2 separate regions of the Xenopus tropicalis genome follow, and region 2 is linked to region 1. Evidence: chromatin contacts called from public Hi-C data. All regions are on one chromosome and are shown on one strand. Each heading gives the region's core, a stretch centred on a gene start, on an enhancer-like site or on the middle of the called end of the contact. The rest is flanking DNA. Distances are from core to core; before and after follow the strand shown.

Evidence for each region. Hi-C and Micro-C count contacts between places; a contact is called where the count stands out from the background.
Region 2: a contact with region 1 is called in a Hi-C map of neurula embryo, with 1.4 times the contacts expected there. The contact joins the promoter of foxc1 here to the enhancer-like site in region 1.

The regions. Positions count from the first base shown.
Region 1 is chr6:86,605,861-86,610,156 of UCB_Xtro_10.0, reverse strand. All of the region lies in intron 10 of gmds (GDP-mannose 4,6-dehydratase), which reads right to left. Among named protein-coding and RNA genes, the nearest start is that of foxc1, 53 kb to the left of the region's middle. Within about 2 kb of position 2,491, at least 2 of the 11 cell types and tissues checked have an H3K27ac peak or open chromatin away from gene starts, as enhancers often do. A contact at or near this core is called in neurula embryo, where this site is marked.
Region 2 is chr6:86,657,947-86,662,242 of UCB_Xtro_10.0, reverse strand. foxc1 (forkhead box C1) reads left to right here and starts at 1,719. Exons shown (of 1, transcript NM_001007863.1): 1 at 1,719-4,089. The coding sequence starts at 2,061. The coding sequence ends at 3,548.

The DNA of each region.
Region 1 (4,296 bases), core at 1,242-3,741:
GGGCTTTATGAAACCATATGAACATGTTGAAAGAATTAAGAGTCATCTAAAACAGAAATATTGATGGTGACAATCATTTCTTTAGAATCAGCTCTTTTACCAGCAGCATAAACCATTGTAGATCACATTAATGCACAGGTTTTTATTCACTACATGTATTATTTGATCTGGCTCATGTAATATTATTAGCAGCACTCTCCCAAAAAGCCATTCCTGCTGCCACTCTTACATCTATATTTCATAACAAGAAAGGTCTTTGCTGGAAACCTCATATGTTTTATTATGGCAAAGGGCCCAATGGTTCAATCCCATTTGGTTACTAATCTGACAAAATACATTCCCCAGTTTAACAGAATAATAATCACTGCACAGCTACAAGTGACAATGAAATAGGATCTTGAAATGCAAAATCCTCTAGTTGGAAAACAGAACTGCCCCTGTAGAACACAAACTGTCTGACAGTTTATTAATGTGACAACATATACTGCTTGTCTTCTGTACATGGGCTTCTTATTATACATAAACTTTCTTCATTTATATAGTTTATACACAAATGCAAACACACTATATCACCTCATCAAAAGCCTGCGAACATTGTCTGCAAGTCAACTCTGTATTTTTTCAAGTGATACGAAGAACAAATTGTAATACAGGTATGGGATCCCTTATTAGTCACCTGCGACAACGGAGATTTGACGCGACGCAACTAATCTCCCTGTGTACCCCTGTCCTTAAGGTATGGAGATTCAAATTATTATAAGTTCCCATATCCAGAAAGCCCCAAAGCAATCAAAATAATAGATACTATACCTGTAGTTGTAAAATTCAATTATATACAAATCCTTAAGACTGTAGTAGTATAAACTGGCCATGTGAAATACACCTGCTGGGCAGCCCAGGAAAATAGTGGGCCCACGGTGGCTCAGCTCTGACTAATTTGTGTAATTCCAAAACAATGTGGTGGGAGCAGAAAATTCTAGTTAAAACATTATTTAAGTAATCTGATGAAGTAATAATCTTGACATTTTTGTAAGTATCAGGTGATATAGGGTACATAATACTTTTTTCTTCTCTAAATGGCAACAAAACCCCATATCAATGTGCTGTGAGAATATATAATAAGAAAAAAAATGTAATATTATGTAGGTGGCCTCACATATATTCTTCTCTTAAGAGCAGTGCTCTTTGCACTGAGCAACTGAGCAAAGTAGAACAATGGGTACTGAAACCTCAGCGTGCAGCCGTCAGCATTTAAAAGCAAGTGTGTCGGCTAGCACTTGCTCACCTGGCTGATGCCTAGATTTAGCCACACTGTCAGGCAGGCTGCCAGATATGCTCTGAGGCTCTCTGTGCATGTTATACAAAGCCAGAAAATCTCACATCTGGCCCTAGCTTTACCCCCAGAAACTCACAGCAGTTGGGAAATACATTGTTTTTATGGAATAAAGTATATTAATGAAATAAAGTAACATTTTCTACTTACAATATAAAGTATATTATTGTAGTAATTAGTTTGCAACAACCTAACAGACGGTCAGTAAAGCAGTGCCATTAATTACATAGAAATGAATGCCCTGGAACAACTTGGTTTTGTCCATGAAATAGCTACTCTGGGAAAGTTTTCCCACTCTCATACTAACCTCTGTGATTAGTCTGGTCAGCACAAAAATATTTAAGGGGGTTTCCTGCATTGCTGCCAACAAATTCCATAAAATACAGACACTTGGGGAATACACATAATACACTGATACATATATATTTTTTAAACTTTATATGTAGTCACGTATCTGTATTTAACAGGGTCCCTTTCACCAGATTCATTGAAGTCTTAGAAAGGTTTCCTTTAGCATGTTTTTGTTCATATCACTGTTTGTAGGGGGCCACATTGTACAACTTGTTTGGATAATTTGCCAGGTTTCCAACAAACTGATGTCTGAAGGGACTGCAGGTTCCCATCTCTTTTTTGAGGGGTAAGGTTCAAAGAAACCAATTCACAGTTCATCGCACCCAAAACCATAAATCCATGTTGCTGATGTCCCCAGAGGTTGCATAAATTAAGTCACTGGCTAATCTTAAGGCAGATGGGGACTCATATTTGTAACGATCCAGTGCCAGTGAAGTCACCCATGGGACATAAGCCATACTAAATATCAGGGATACCTGAAGTCAACCATTCGTTGGGAACTTTAGTTCATCTATATATTTATTGCATGACCATGAAACCTGATTTAGATGTTCAAGAGGACTAGTAGCGGTATATATATAATATTCAAAGTTCCAGATTTTCATTTTTATGTCTAAGATAAGACAATAAGTGTTATTTTTGTCAGTCAATTGCATGTAAAACCACTTTCATTAAAGGTATTTGTGTCAAAATGAACTCCTTGCATTTCCGTATAACTAAGCTCAGTGTTGCTCAGTCCTTGCTGCCTTCATTCTGAACTGAATGCTGCTGCACCCATTGATGCAAAGGAACCCTGAAGCTACATCCACCTCCACACCAGGCTGTAGTTCCCTATGCGTCCAGCATCAATATACACAGCACAACTGTGCCTAAAGAATTGGGCCAATTTTTGACCAATTGTATCAGGCGCATCTCTCCCTTGTGACTGCAGTGGTGCTGGAATTCTGAGAAAACACTACATTTTGGGGAAAAATGTAATGCATTCTAACTGTAACTAAGTAACTTGCTGGAACTATATATATATTATATATAATTATAATTATGAACATTATGAATTAAAGAATATCAGAAACTACACCCTAAATATGTATCATACTTATAGTGCAGAGCATAAAAAAGTGAAAGATTAAGGCTGCTTTATCTAAATGCTTTTCCGATCAGCCATATCTCTATGGATAAGGAAAAGAGAGCAGGCAGCCAGCTACATGCAGTTCTATTTACAAATTAACCAGCTGCAGCAGAAACAGCCACCGTGAGCATCGCCCTCCCCCAGCTGACACCCACCAAAACAAAAGAACTTTTGTATTTAATTGAAGGTGATGCATACCATCCCTGGGCTGACATATACAAACAGTTTAAAAGTCAGTCACTTTGGGGTAGAATTCACATCAGCCTGGCGCAGTCTATTAAAGCCCCTGATTGGAGCCTTATGTTTTACTGGTGACACTGTCACTTTTATCGTGATAATAAGCTCCAGATTATTACCTAGGGATTCCAGGTAATCCTATAATAGAAAGGTTGTTACAGGACAGATCAATATCCTAAATGAACTGTAGCTAATATCACAACATTGGCACAGGGCTTCTGAAGGCTGTAATTATTTGGGATCTTTAAGCTACACAAGCCTACTTGTTACTTAGCACTTACATGGGTTTTTAATAAAAACATAATGGTGGCTGCTTCATAATTTATTCCAATGGCTTTGTGAAAGCAATGAATACAGGAGAATCTTTATGTGACAGTTTTGAAAAATTTTAGTCCTGGGACTAGCAAACACCATCTAATATGAGGACTGCTTTCAATGTGCCAATGTTTTATTTTAATTTATTGGAGTGTGAGAGTTAACCCACAGGCCCCAATAAACAATACTGATATTACTGAGGAACACCATGGATTGTGGAATGGATGGCAAAGCCACAAACAATTAGATATAGTTTTAAATTTAAGAAAATTAGACATTTGGGAAGGGTTAGGCAAGCTTTGATTGCAGCAGTCCATTTTTATATCTAAAGTACAGCAGGACGTAGGTTTATAATAATTTACTTGTATATATTATGGCTTGAAAACCTTAGCAGCAGTTCAGCTTTGGGAAACAAAACTGTTGCAAATCCTTGGAAACTGGCAAAAACTCAAGATATAAAACCAACCCTCAGAGCAGGGATCCCCAACCTTTTATACCCGTGAGCCACATTTAAATGGAAAAAGTGTTGGGGAGCAATACAAGCATTAAAAATGTTCCCAATAAGAGTTATAATTGGCTACTTAATACTACTTACTAGCCCCTATGTGGACTGGCAGCCCACAGAAGGTTCTGTTTACCTCCTAACTAGAGATTCAAAAATAAACACCTGCTTTGAAGCCACGGGGAGCAACATCCATGGGGTTGGGGAGCAACATGTTTCTCACGAGCCACTGGTTGGGGAACACTGCCTTAGAGCAGCGGTGGGCAAACTTATTAGTCAACTGAGCCAAATATCAACAAAACAGCGATTGAATTTCTTTTGAGAGCCAAATTTTTTGCACTGTCACTGGCTCACTCGTGCATGAAACGAGCGAGCCTCCCCTGCACTGCGTATCCCACCCCCCACCTGTGCCACATCTCCCATAGCCCA
Region 2 (4,296 bases), core at 470-2,969, 53 kb before region 1:
ATTAATTCCGCTAAACAAAATCCACTTGAAACGATAGATGTTAAATAGATATTGTGAGACAGACGTGCTTTGGTGCAGAAAAACTGTCTTAATATACAGCTTTAGAAAAGTAAAGTAACCCCATTTTACTGGAATGTAGCCTTTACTAAAATAAATCTCTCCTAAGAATGTCTTTAGGAGAGTCTCTCCAATAAAGTAATTATACAGAAAGTTTTGTGTTTAGAAGCAGAAGTGGGGAGTTATGATCTGCACTATAATTATAAAAGAAAGCTATAATAAGTTTATAGCCCATATAAGGAGACAGTTGCCAAATGGCTTAATTTCTCCTTTAGTTGATCAGAACTAAAATGCAGAGCTGCGCCCTATAGTGTGAAGTTTCCAGGCATCGCAGATTCTATGCAAAGTGGGGGGAAAGCCCCAAGCAGGTGGATATCGGTGGGAATAGTAGGGCGATCAGAAGCAACATATGGGCAGTGTAGGCAGCCAAGAACATTGTGGTGCCCATGCTACCAGGGAGGGCCACACACCACATCCCACACGGGACTTGCTTTGATTTGCAGAGCTGAAGAGAGCACAGGCAGGTGAGAATGGGGGGAGTGGGCTCTGGGCAACCAAATGGCCACATTGGCACCTTCCTCTTAAAAGAAAGCTCTCTGTAGATTAAACACAGGAGGTGAGCAGCCCATCACATACAAACCAATTTAGCAAGAGCCCAAACGTTCACACATGGGTTTGACATTTGTCAATGGCATTTAATTAGTTCTAATTCGATTTTCAGTGATGAGTGAGGGCATTTAGCACAGGACCCCCTCTCAACACATACACACATGTATCTCTTGTTCACACAAGGCACCCATTGTACTCCAGCATATACAATATATTTACATACATACATTCTGGAAATTATTTGTGCACAACTTTCACACTTGTTCTGCGCCCCAGGCTGGGAGGGGTGTGTAGGCACATCCAATAAAGCAAATGAACAGACCCCATATTGTCTATTTCTTATGGGGGCGCCTTCTCTACAACGGCCTGGCTGTGCTCAGAATGCTTACAATATAATGAGTCGCACTATCGCACTTACACCTTTTTATACATTTGCTGTTTGTATGAGTGAATGAATGAGTGTCATTGCGTCTCGAATGTGAATATTCCCCACGTTTTTCAACCGCCCCTTCCAATAAAGGAGATGGTGCAGCCCAATGTGAGGCTCCAGGCAGATGCCCACAGGGTACCAGCACTGAGCGGGAACATGCAGGGGGCAGAGTCTGTTGGATGGGTGGGTTATTAACTGCTAATAAGTAGTACGGAGAGACAATATCTATAGCTTTATACCTATCTATATAACTTTTATATCTATTATTGCAGTCAGAAATATGACTAGGAGTTAATCAGACACCCCACTACCTGTTACTATAACACTTAGAAACAATGATGTTCCCTGCACCCAGGGGGAGCTGACTGGGCACCATGGTGGGCTACTTGTGCCCTGGGTGTGACCCTTGGTTCCCGGGTGCTGGGCGGGTCGGTGTCTCAGTTCCTGCCGCTGCCGCTGGAACTGCCCTCGGTGTCAGTGTGGAAGTGTCTGTGTTTTTTCCATTCACAGGCCGGCTGCTGCTCCCTGATTGGTTCGCACCGTCGGAGTGGGCGGGGTTGGGCTCACAGCAGAGCGCTGTAGAAAAGTCCCAGGCTGCTGACTGATGCTCCAAACTTGCAAAGTTTTCCCGATGTGCCCCGAGCCTGCCAGCGCCTGAGTGCAGCGCCCCCACCCCCACAGTACGGGGCCAACCTCACCGCTGCCTCCCACTCCTGCACTGCCACATACCGGGGGTACGAGGGAACTAAGCGCCCAGCGCATCTGCCACACAGCCAGAGTCCGGAGCCGGGAGAGCCAAACCTCGGGTCCCCAGAGTTCTCTGCCGTCAGTGCCTCCCCTATTCCCAGCAGGTACTGGGAGATCCGGGTCAGTGGGGTGTGCATGCCACTTGTTCCCCATCGTTGTGCCCATCTGAGTGTGCCCGGGGCTGGCAGTGCCCGCTGCAGGAGGAGGCGGAGGAGCCATGCAGGCGCGCTACTCGGTGTCCAGCCCCAACTCCCTGGGAGTCGTGCCCTACCTCAGCGGGGAGCAGAGTTACTACAGGGCGGCTGCAGCTGCGGCGGCGGCAGGAGGAGGCTACACGGGCATGGCTGCCCCCATGAGCATGTACTCCCACCCCGCGCATGAACAGTACCAGGCCGGCATGGCCAGAGCCTATGGGCCTTACACCCCCCAACCCCAGCCCAAGGACATGGTGAAGCCCCCCTACAGCTACATCGCCCTCATCACCATGGCCATCCAGAACGCCCCTGAAAAGAAGATCACCCTGAATGGCATCTACCAGTTCATAATGGAGAGGTTCCCCTTCTATCGAGACAACAAGCAGGGCTGGCAGAATAGTATTAGGCACAACTTATCCCTCAACGAGTGTTTTGTCAAGGTGCCAAGGGACGACAAGAAGCCGGGTAAGGGCAGCTACTGGACCTTGGACCCGGACTCGTACAACATGTTTGAAAATGGCAGCTTTCTGAGGAGGAGGCGCAGGTTCAAGAAAAAAGATGTGGTCAAAGATGCCACTAAGGAGGACAAAGATCGGCTCCTGAAAGAGCATCATGGCAGCCAGCCCGCAGCCGCGCAACAGCAGCGCCAGCAGCAGCAGGGCCAGGCCCAAGCGGAGCAGGACAGCGGCTCCCAGCCGGTCAGGATCCAGGATATAAAGACCGAGAACGGCACCTCGTCTCCTCCCCAGGCCATGTCTCCTGCACTCAGCACGGTGCCCAAGATAGAGAGTCCGGATAGCAGCAGCAGCATGTCCAGTGGCAGCCCCCACAGCATCCCGTCCAACAGGTCCATGAGCCTGGAGGCTGCAGAGTCTCACCACCCGCACCAGCAGCACCACCACAGCCAGGGCTTCAGTGTGGATAACATCATGACCTCCCTCAGGGGGTCCCCGCAGGGCTCAGGAGAACTGCCTTCTCCCCTCATCTCCTCTTCCAGGACAGGTATCGCCCCCTCCTCCCTACTCACCTACTCCCCAGGCCAGGGCTCCATCTACAGCCCCCCCTGCAGTCAGGGCACAAGCAGCGGCGGTGGGGCAGGGACCTATCACTGCAACATGCAGGCCATGAGCTTGTACTCTGGGGACAGGTCGGGCCACTTGACTCCTGCCAACACCCCTGCAGCTACCACGGTGGAAGACACCTTACCTGACTATTCCATCACTACCACCACCACCTCTGCCCTGAGCCACGGCAACCAGGAGCACCCTCACCAGGGCCGATTGCCCTCTTGGTATCTCAATCAAGCTGGGGATTTGGGCCACTTGGCCGGGGCCACCTACCCGGGGCAGCAGCAGAACTTCCACTCGGTGCGAGAGATGTTCGAGTCGCAGAGATTAGGATTGAACAGTTCCCCTGTGAATGGAAATAGCAGCTGTCAGATGTCTTTCCCCCCCAGCCAGTCCTTGTACCGCACCTCGGGGGCGTTTGTCTATGACTGCAGCAAATTCTGACCAAAACGTTGAAAACAACTTTTCAAAATATTTTTTTTTAATAGGGATTTTTTTTATGAAAGGAAAAACACCCTCCACATCCAAAAATATCCTATGTGTTAGTTTTGTACAGACAGCAAATTGTGTCTTGGTTTGTTAAAATGGGACAGTGTTAAACTCGGAAAATAACACGTAAGTTCCTTCTGCTTGTGATACATGGCAAACTCGTAAGGTATTATTTCCCTGTGTTTAAGAGCGTATATTATATTATATATATATATGACAAGCTTCCATAGACTTGTTCTCAGATGTAAATTGCAATATAGTAATTTATTTAAAGAAAAAAATAAATGTACCAGGATTGTGTGGACCAAAACGCCCAGCCAGTGGCGATCAACTCACATACGATTATGTGTCGCAACTTTGGCGTTTTCATAACAAAAATTAAGGGATTTTGTATCCAAACTATTTTATCTATCAATTTGTTTTCTTGTTTTGAAAATATCCCGAAGGCTCTAGCACCGTTTGTTTCTTAATAAATTGCCATTCGATTTGAATGCTACCCACGTCTGCTACTTTGTATAAAGAAATAACAAACTTAAGGTATTTCCTATTTATATCAGCTAATTCTATTTTAAACAGGACAGAACATTAATTGCAAATGATTTGCAGGATTCCCAACTGGTTTAAATTATGGGCTAAAATATCTCCAAAGAAAACATGCTTTCTAGTGGTAAAACACTGGGTCCCTGAATTATCGTTATCATTT